Regions from separate parts of the Mus musculus genome. Here region 2 is linked to region 1. The links are chromatin contacts, called in public promoter capture Hi-C maps. All regions are on one chromosome and are shown on one strand. The core of a region is the stretch at or near the end of the contact, and the rest is flanking DNA. Distances in the headings are between cores, read along the strand shown.

Region 1 (5,049 bases), core at 988-3,487:
GCTTCCCACTGGTAAATGCTTTGTCTACACTGTCTCCTCTATGAGCCCCTGGCCATGGTCATCAGACAGCTTTCTACACACAGATGTGACAAGGACAGGGAGCTTTCCTTGCTCTTATTCTTTATAAATGGGGCACTCCCTAACCATGCCAAGGCACCAAGCCTCGGCAGGCACTCAGGTGGCTCCCACAACCCTCTCCAGCTTTTCTTAAAGCTCCTTTCACATTCTTCAAAAATAATAAATTCTGTCTTCCACTGCACACCCAGTTGAGCACTTCTGGTCTAACAGAATTACCTTAGGTCATAAAGTCATAATGCTACACATGGGAGATTTAAAAGTAAATAAATAAAAGTTTACAGTGCTGATAGAATGAATGGATGAATGAATGAATTCTGCTAAGACAGCATATCCAAATTCATAGATTTATGACCTTAGGACCCCTTAAGTAGAAGTTGCCTACTACACAAGAGGCTAAGAGCTGGCTTTAAAGGGAGCACAGTGCATTTGCCTGTGTCAATACTAGACCTGCAGAAAGACTGCTTGAGCTCAGGCACTTTGAGGAACCTGATCAATACAGCAAAATACCATCTCCATTTAAAAAAAAAAACTATTTCTAGAATCGGTGTGATTCTTATCCAAACATATTTTCTACTGTGGTTATGTATCTATAAGCCAAGGTACAGTTACCAGATTTTACCAGATTAAATAAGTAATTGCCCTGTCCATGCTTACCATACCCAGAGCTGTAAGCTGACAGTTGTTTCAAGCACACATGCATGTGTTAGTCAGCCTCAGGACCAACACCTACCAAACATACAAGCCTCACACACCCAGAAAGCCCCGGGACTCATCCCTTTTAATACAAAGCTGGTTTTTACCTATTAAGCAAGCATACTCTGTAAGTTTTTTCTTACAATTTTATCAGTAGTGTTTCCAGAGATAAAAGAAAACGGTTCACAAGAAAGAAAAATTGACCCTGTGACATCTTGCATTATCCTCTAGGCACTCTTTCACGTGTGATGATGGGTCGGTCGGTCTGTCTCTAGCAATCTACATCAGACCTCATTCTCAGTAAGTTGTGCCGTATCACTTCAAGTACACTCTCATCAGTCTGCTAGGAAAATTATGAGGGCTAATAACTTTTAAATCTCGACAATTATTTACAGAAACATACTGACAATTTTTTTCCCACTAGGAACTTGGTTAAAGTTCCATTAGATGCTGCTATTATTTCCATTTAAAGATTTTCGTAACACTGGAAGTCAAATAGCTCTACTAGACTAGACCACTTTTACAGCAGTAGATAGTACAAGGAAGCTAACTCCAGCCTCGGAGCCTGAGCTCTCACTGGACTTGATCACCTTTTTGGTAAGCTTGAAAACTCACATACACATACACATACACATACACATGCCTGCTGCAGGTCAGTCTTAATGCTAACCTGAGCGGAAGAAAGACTGCAACTTAAGCAGACTCCCAAGTAGTTTGCCCTGCGGCCAGCCCATTACCTTTCCTCCTTATTTCCAACTATTCCCGCTCTCCAAAAGAAAGGAAGAAATCAAGGAGAGAAAGTAAGCATTGCAGCAGTTGGCCTACGGTGATTCTCTCCAACCCTTCGCGTCTCCAAAGTTCCCCAAATTCGAGGGGGCAGAAAGAGAGGGTCCTCCGTCAAGGGGAGGGGGAGGAGGGCAGCGATCAGATCCGCCCGCCCGTTTTCGAGCTCGCACACCAAAAATGGAAACTCCGTTTGTCTTTTTTTTTTTTTTTCCCAAAGAAAAACCATGGTTCCTATACCTCAGTGGACGTCGAGTGGAGTCTCTGGCCCGACCCCCACACGCCGGCCTAACACCCGCCGAGCCTCCGAATCGGACCGCGGCCGCTTGAGGCGTTTCGGAAGCCCCTCGGCCGGCTCTCACGCTCGGGGTGGGGGGACAGCTAGGACCCCGGCCGCCCTACCCGCCGCCACAGTCCGTCCCTCCGCCTGGGCCTCGCGTGTCCGCGCCCCAGAAGAGCCGTGCAGGACAGACAGACGCCGCTCACCTGAGAGCCCGGACGGACCCGGAACGCGGAGACGCGGCGGAGAGCGAGCGACCGTCAAGCCCCGCAGGAGCACGCCGTGAACCGCCGGCCGCAGGCTTTCCGCTCGCTCCCAGAGCGTGTTTTCAAATCGCCTCGTCCTCACGCGGACGCGTCTCCTTCCGCCGCCCGGAAGTGGGGGCCCTCCCTCGCCGCGCTCACGTGACCGCAGGTCGCAATCGCGCGCAGCCGGAGGGCGGGTCCAGATTTGCACGCCACGCCCCCTCTAAGAGGGGCTGCGCCGGAAGCTGGAGGAAAGAGAGGAGGGTCTAGGGTCCAGCAAGCCGAGTCAGGTCTTCCAGCATCCTTGGCTTGGAGGATGTTGGCTGGTTACAGCTTGAAAGGCGGTCTTCTCCCCCCAAGGACTTCAGTTCTTCAAACCTGGAGCTAGAGAAAAGTATAAACTGAGCTTAATTGAGGAAGGAAAAAGTTTCGGACAGCAAAGATAGCATTTCTGGGAAGGGTAACCTGGACTAAAGGCAAATAGACAAATGCTAAGAGGTTACAAACTATACCTTGTGGCAGAGTCCCGGAAACCTAGGACAGGGTTTTCCCCAATTCAACATTTTCAGCATATAATTAACTTCTACTAATCAAAGTAAGTGGATTTAGAGAAATTTGAGACATTAAAATGCCTACAAAGAAGATGTGAAGAAAGAAATCTTGAAAACAAAACCATCTAAAGATTGACTTAGCCACATATAAGGAAAAGCATACAGATAGAGTGTCAGCCTAGAGTCAAATTTGTCTTTGCAGCTTCCTACATATAAGAACTAGAAAAGCCTAATACCTTATATTGAGGTTCAATATACGAAGTAGGGATAAAACGATAATAACTAAATTCAGGAGACCCAAGCATCAGAATTAAGGTCACACCTCCTCTGTGTTAATGAATAAAGAATAAAGCCAAAAAGCCACCACACAGACAACCTCCCCTCCCCCACCGCACCTGCCTTGGGAGTTGATGACATTATATGTAAAACTATAAAATAAAAAAAAAATTATAAAGGCTTATGCCACCTAGATATGCCCCCTAAACTCCAAAATGCTACCAGCTTATTCAGAACTTCTCCCTTCAGCTTTGCAATGTATATCTATCTCAGTATCAACAAGGACTAAAAGATAACTCTGCACATCCATTCTGAAATATTTTCCTACAACCTCTTCACCTTAAATAGCATCCCATCCTGCCAGTTACTCAAGCCAAACCTTAAAAGCTGGCATCTTTCTGAGACCATGTGGCTTCTAACCCAGGAGAAAAACCAGCTGGCTCTGACTTCCACTATTAATCACCATCTCCCTGGCTACCTTCAAGGTCCACATCACCCCGATCAGAGGAAAGAGCCGGGAACACATTTCTCTCCATCTTAGACCCCATACAGTCTAACATTTGCAGAGCAGTTCTCGGAATATTTTTTTATATATGGCAAAGCATGTCACTATAAAACTCTTCGGTGGTTCCCCATGTCACTTACCCCCCCAAATCTAGAGTCCTTCTGATGGCCTCAAATCCTACCATATTGGAACAGTCCTTTGCAGTCCTCTGAGCACTGTTTTGCTATGTTCCCTTTTCTCTCTGTTCCTGTGACCTTCACTTCTTTGCTCTCCTTAAATACAAGAGACGTGTACCCCTTTATCTTTCTAGTTAGACCTTTTCTTTATATTCCTATCTGCCTGAAGTACACAACCCAGTAAATCCACTGGACAAATTTCCCTCACTTGAATTTGCTCAAACATCTTCTACCTTCAAGGTATGCCTATCCTGGTGGCCTGAATTAAAAATCATAACATATTGTCCTACATATAGACATTTCCTTCCTCTGCTCAACATTTTTCTTTCTTAGGGTGTACCACCTTCTAATGTACTGTATAATTTACATACCGCTTACTACCTGTCCCCCTCACTCACCACTAAAATATATGTTTCATGTTGCACCTCTGTTTGGTTCAGTCTATATCCTAAATACCTAAAATAGTGTATGGAGCATAGTAGGCCCACAATAAATATCAACAAAACACATGCTATTTGGTAATGTTCAGCCATAGTTCTTTTGTTTCCTATTTTGGTGTAGAACAGAGATTATAGACTCAGAGAAAAGCAGGCCTGGTGGCTTTGTGTGTGGCTAATATAAATATTAATGGTGTGGGAAAAAAAAAAAGCAGTCACTTTCGAACAATGGGCAATATTTACCCTGAAGGAATGCAGAGCAAAATTAAACCCCCAGAAATGTTTATAAGAAATCTAGTCTTTAAATATGGGTAGTGTTCTTTGGATTTGAAGTTGGTCCCCAGCTAACCACACCATTGAGAGGTGATTGACGCTAACTCCATGGATGATTTAATTAGCTTACCATTGATAAGTTCAGACTGAATAAGCAATAAGAAGTAGTTTTGGTTAGAAGGAAAGGCTGGTGGGGGTGAAGCGCTCCTGGCCCTTTTGAGTATGCCTCTCTCTCTCTCTCTCTCTCTCTCTCTCTCTCTCTCTCCTTCTCGGCCACTTCAAAGTGAGCCTGTCTTTTCTAGGTGCCACAGGGCCAAACCAGCAAAGCCGGTTGGCCATGAAGTGAACCCTATGAAACCATGAACCAGAGTGAATCTTTCCTCTTTTAAATTGTTTATCTCAGGTGGTTTTTGTCAGAGCCATAAAAAGTGACTGACACAATTGCCAAACAGATAACATTCCCCCTGAGTTTTAAAACTGTGTGTGCCAACAAAACAGTTATGAACAGGCTGCTAGTTTATTGTCTCTACTCTAAAACATGAAAACTGTGAGCATAAAGACTGGACTTCTCAACTTGTAAGTGACAAATTCTACAATTACAAGGAATATCTACTTAGAGATCTTTGTTACATAACAATACTAATTAGCAAGATTTCTTGACCTAGGCCAGAAAAGCACTGTTTACAGTAAACAGGCATTCTAGAATGTAAAGAGGAGTGTATTCCTAACACTCGCTAATTGGCCACACAAGT
Region 2 (5,049 bases), core at 767-3,266, 4.0 Mb after region 1:
TGTATAATTCAACAGAGCCAACATAAATAAGTCAAGTCATTGGAGTTCAAGAGTAGTAGGAATTACACCAGACAAAATATCTTTATTAAAGTGGTGTTAGCTAATTTCACAGACAAATAGGCTGATACCACAGGAAGGCAGGTAGCATACTATTATAGATACTGTACTGTTTCTTTTTTGTTTCTTTGTTTTTCGAGGCAGGGTTTCTCTGTATAGCCCTGGCTGTCCTGGAACTCACTCTGTAGACCAGGATGGCCTCGAACTCAAAAATCCGCCTGCCTCTGCCTCCCAAGTGCTGGGATTAAAGGCGCGCGCCACCACTGCCAGGCAGTCTGGCACTTTTTACTTGAGAACCTGCTGCCAATGCTTGCCTAGGAAGTTCTCAGGTTCAGGAAGGCGATCTTCACTTTCCTCCCTGTCTACCACTGTAAATTTCAGCATGCACAGGACCTGCAGTTCTAAGCCAGTATTGAGAGGGAAAATAGAAACAATCCTCCATCCTAACCCAGAAGCTATATCCAATTGATAACTGCTGCAGAGCAAATCATTTTTCCAGTGATGTCTGGGTGTACAAACCATATTTAAGGGTAGTCCCTCCCGATGCCTAGCAATAGATGGCCAACATAAAACGAACTTAATGGTATTTTTAGAGGGTTTTTGTCTCACACTGCTTTGTCTGAACATTTCCATTTAATATTAAAAATCTTTTGTTTATTATGTATTATGGTTTCTGCTTTTGTTTTTATGTTTTGTGTGTATATCTCTGTGTGAATGTGTCTCATTGTGTCTCTAATGCTCTTTCTTTGGCTTTTTTCCCCCTCCTGTTTATTTGGTCCTTCTGTTTTTAAAATCTTATTTTATCATCATCATTTTAGATGTCTGTTTATATTCTTATGAGAAAGAGAAAAGAAAATGTGTGGATTTGGGTGAGTGTGGAAATGGAGGAGGTTCTAGGAGAGGTTGGGGCGGAGAAAACTAATCGGAATATACGGTAGGAAAAAAAATAAATTTTCAATAAAAAAAACAAAGCTAAGCCCTTCTCTTAGTATTGATGCTTAAATATAAATAATCCCAACACCATTTTTTTTTTAAATTACATAGTTGATGGGGATCAGCTCTAACTAGCAATGTAAAATTAGCAGTTGTAGATAATAAGTTTAGGAGTACACACTCTGTAGTTAGGCAGCCTGGAACAAAAATCTCTCTTCACTTATAAGTCGTTTAACCCAGTGATTCAATAAACTCGTCTGTACAAAAGGAAACACTAGGGTTCCACGTTTGTTGAGGAAATTCTTGACAGCCTTTGAAACACAGCTACCCGATCTACAGAACTCTGTAAATACAAACTGTTATTAAGAAGCTTCAGCAACATTTCGTGAACCGGTACGTCAGCCACTGCTTATCATTAAACAGGTTTTCGGCATAAAAAAAAAAAAAAAAATCTTACAGCCGTTTGCCTAGCATCTTCCACCAAACTCCACATACTGCAGGCCTACAGTCCCCTCCGGAAACTGGAACTGGTTTTGGTTTGTGTTTTCAAAGCCAGTGCCTTTCTCTTCAATTAGTAGAAAATGAAGCCTCAGAGGACTTTTCTCACTAGTGTTGGTTTCCACCCTGTAATATCCTCGAAGGGTCCCGGGACCCCCGGCCCGCCCCCGCCCCGGCCCGCCCCGGCCGCGCCCCGCAGCAAAGAGCGTAGACCGGGAGGGGGCGGAGCCTGCGGACAGAAGCCAAGGCTCCGACCGATAGCCTGAAAGGGCCAGAAAGAGGGCGGGGCCGGCAACGCGCGAGGCCCAGACCTGGAAGAGGTGCTGCCCAGAGCATGCCTGACGCGATGTCAGCACGACCTATCTTCATTTTCGCTTTCCATGTTCAAAACGGTATAGTCTCCTACCTTCCAATATTAAAACTATTATTTATTGTCGCTATGTCGTTTCTGTGTTTTTCCTTAGGGCAAAAGAGGAAGCGCTTCAGTCAGGCAGATACTAGGCACCAACAGAGCGCAGACGCCTCGGAGTTGGGGTCCTTTGCTCGCGCCGAAATTCAAAGGAACAGTTCCGGCACGGTTGTTGGCTGCAGCGGATGCGGTGCCCGGGATGGTGGCGTTCGCCCGGTAGCGCCTGAGTACAGGTCGGGTGGCCTCACTGTCCACTTTCGCGTCGGGTTGGAACTTTGCTGGTTCCCCTGGCCAGCCGCTTTGTGGCGGGTGCGTAGTGCTGCTCTTGGCCCGGCCTGGTGTCCAGGCGGGAGATGAGGCACAGGGGTGGGCAAGATTCTCAAGGAGGGACTTGAAGCGAGAATTAGAGATGTTGACTGTTGTTCATCCGTAAGGTGAATCGAGAAAGGCTTGGGCAAGCGAGAGAACACGGAATTTTAAAACGAGGCAGTAGAATGGATTCACTTCGCCCTTAAGGTTCACTAACTACCCGGGTTCTGAGAGTCGAGTGTAAACAGAGTTAAGGTCGTATGTAGGCAAAAAAGCACAACGGGACCGAGAATGAGTTGGAAAGACGGTGCCGACTGATGTCATCTTTTACTGCTGTGGAGGAAAAAGGAAGGAGAGGATGGGTGTGCGTGCTATTAGGGAGATCCATGAAGGACTCCTGTAAGATGTATGCTAAGTGGTGTGCAGTAAAGAGTATTCAGTCCAGTGTCGTCTGTGGCAAGGATAATGAAATGGGAAATAATTAGTAGTCTCTGTTAACTACAGTATTGTAGTGCAACACGAACCTAGGAAAGTGGACAGTAATGATAAAGATGATTTTTAGGTTAAATGGTTTAACTTACCGGCATTGGCTAACGGTTGGATGTTTTAAAATCTGAGCCAGCTGTTTTTAGGAGAAAAAGTAGTTTGGCAGGTGTATTTTTTCTTTTCTTTTCTTTTCTTTTTTTTTTTTTTTTTTTTTACTTTACGTTATTGTGTATCCTGTCGTATTTACTATGATTTGAGGGTTTTTAACATTCTACATAAATGATCTTATTTCTGTTTTATACAGACGTGACTTGTAGCTTGTTGCCTAACAGGCTTACTAACCCAAGACAGTTTAGAAAATGTATGTTAAATCAATCATTCTCGAAGGATTCAAGTCCTATGCACAGAGGACTGAAGTCAATGGTTTTGACCCCCTCTTCAATGCGATCACTGGTTTAAATGGTAGTGGAAAATCCAACATATTGGACTCCATATGCTTTCTCCTAGGCATCTCCAACCTGTCCCAGGTAAAGTGTCAGCTTTTCTGACTTATGTGTTGGCAAGAGAATCTGTTAATCTGTGGAGACTTTGGGTTTTCTTTCTTTGCATGTTTGTACTTCATGTGTTTTGTTTGTACTTCATGTGAGTTATGTTGTGTTGCAGTGCAGCCGTTTAAGCAAATACTATTACTGTTTCATCCTGTAGACAGACGAAAAGATACATACAGAGGCCTTGCCTGAGGTTTGTCCTCCTAAGCTGTTGGGAGTAACACCCATACCAGCATACCAGCACTGTTATATTGGGTAGTCTCTGTTCTCAGTCCATACCTGCTCTTTTTTTTTTTTTTTTTTTTTTTTAGTTTCCCACATTTCTTTTTTTTTTTTTTTTTAATTTTTTATTAGGTATTTTCCTCACTTACATTTCCAATGCTATCCCAAAAGTCCCCCATACCCACCCCCCAACTCCCTTACCTACTCACTCCCCCTTTTTGGCCCTGGCGTTCCCCTTTACTGGGGCATATAAAGTTTGCAAGTCCAATGGGCCTCTCTTTCCAGTGATGGCCGACTAGGCTATCTTTTGATACATATGCAGCTAGAGTCAAGAGCTCCGGGGTACTGGTTAGTTCATATTGTTGTTCCACCTATAGGGTTGCAGACCCCTTTAGCTCCTTGGGTACTTTCTCTAGCTCCTCCATTGGGAGCCTTGTGATCCATCCAATAGTGAGCATCCACTTCTGTGTTTGCTAGGCCCCAGCATAGTCTGGGTCCTTTCAGCAAAATCTTGCTAGTGTGTGCAATGGTGTCAGCGTTTGGAAGCTGATTATGGGATGGATCCATGGATATGGCAGTCTCTAGATAGTCCATCCTTTCGTCACAGCTCCAAACTTTGCTTTGTCTCTGTAACTCCTTCCATGGGTGTTTTGTTCCCATTTCTAAGAAGGGGCAAAGTGTCCACACTTTGGTCCTCGTTCTTCTTGAGTTTCATGCGTTTAGCAAATTGTATCTTATATCTTGGGTATCCTGATAAGTGGATATTAGCCCAGAAACTTAGGATACCCAACATACCTGCTCTTTTTGAAGGGACTCTTGTTGGCCTCTCGTGGAAATATGGCTCTAGCAGGCCATGCCCTTCCATCCAGTCCCTCTGCCTTGCTAAAAACTGTTAGATTACATTCCTAAAGTTAGCCACCAAGGTCCATTCCCTTATTTTGGTCACTTCTGCCTCCTGAGGCTGACTGCCAAGGTCCAGCTATCAAAGTATTGAAGTCCAGCAATCAAAGCACCCCCCCCCCCTGGCTCACCTAATTAAAATGCCCAATCAAAATTAACCAATTTATCCTAACATGGGGGTTTCCCATTTATGTTTATAAAGTGCTGTTTGTCTGTGGAGCACAGCTGTCTCCCACCCTCCCAGAGGCAGTCCTTTGTTGTCTCTACTCCCAAACCCAGGACAAATACCCCTTTCCCTTTCCCTCTCCCTCTCCTTCCCTCACTCTTGTGTCTTGAGCCAATACTGGTTCTTTCACTTGTGCTTACAGTGAATGCCCTATCAGAGTGAACTAATGGGCATGGGATGGCTAGTGAAGTTCATAGACAGTACTTCCTTGAGTTTTGAAATTAATTCTTGCTAAGTCAGTAGAAATTCAAAACAGAAAGAAAGTGCTATTGAAAAAAGTACATATTATAAGTTATTGTCTGTAGTCCTTGCTTTTCTTGCTGACGGATGTGGCTGCCTGTTTTTACTTAACGTAACACTATATAGGTGGGTTTTCCAGAACAACACATATAGTATTAATCCTGCTCTTGTATAATATGATGCTTTGTCAATGAACTTTCCTTTCCCTTTTTAATTATAGG

Evidence for each region. Promoter capture Hi-C pulls out the DNA fragments that hold promoters and counts their contacts.
Region 2: a promoter capture Hi-C map of pre-B cells shows a contact between it and region 1, with 3 times the contacts expected there. The contact joins the promoter of Smc2 here to the promoter of Tex10 in region 1. A contact is called at or near these places in 2 of 39 promoter capture datasets (cranial neural crest and pre-B cells) and 2 of 484 Hi-C or Micro-C datasets (both in embryonic stem cells).

What each region holds. Positions count from the first base shown.
Region 1 is chr4:48,471,226-48,476,274 of GRCm38.p6, forward strand. Tex10 (testis expressed gene 10) reads right to left here and starts at 2,238. Exons shown (of 15, transcript NM_001355740.1): 1 at 2,041-2,238.
Region 2 is chr4:52,437,205-52,442,253 of GRCm38.p6, forward strand. It overlaps Smc2 (structural maintenance of chromosomes 2), which reads left to right and starts at 2,017. Exons shown (of 25, transcript NM_001301412.1): 1 at 2,017-2,206; 2 at 2,997-3,219; 3 at 5,049. The coding sequence starts at 3,052. It overlaps Smc2os (structural maintenance of chromosomes 2, opposite strand), which reads right to left and starts at 1,760. Exons shown (of 2, transcript NR_045175.1): 1 at 1,448-1,760.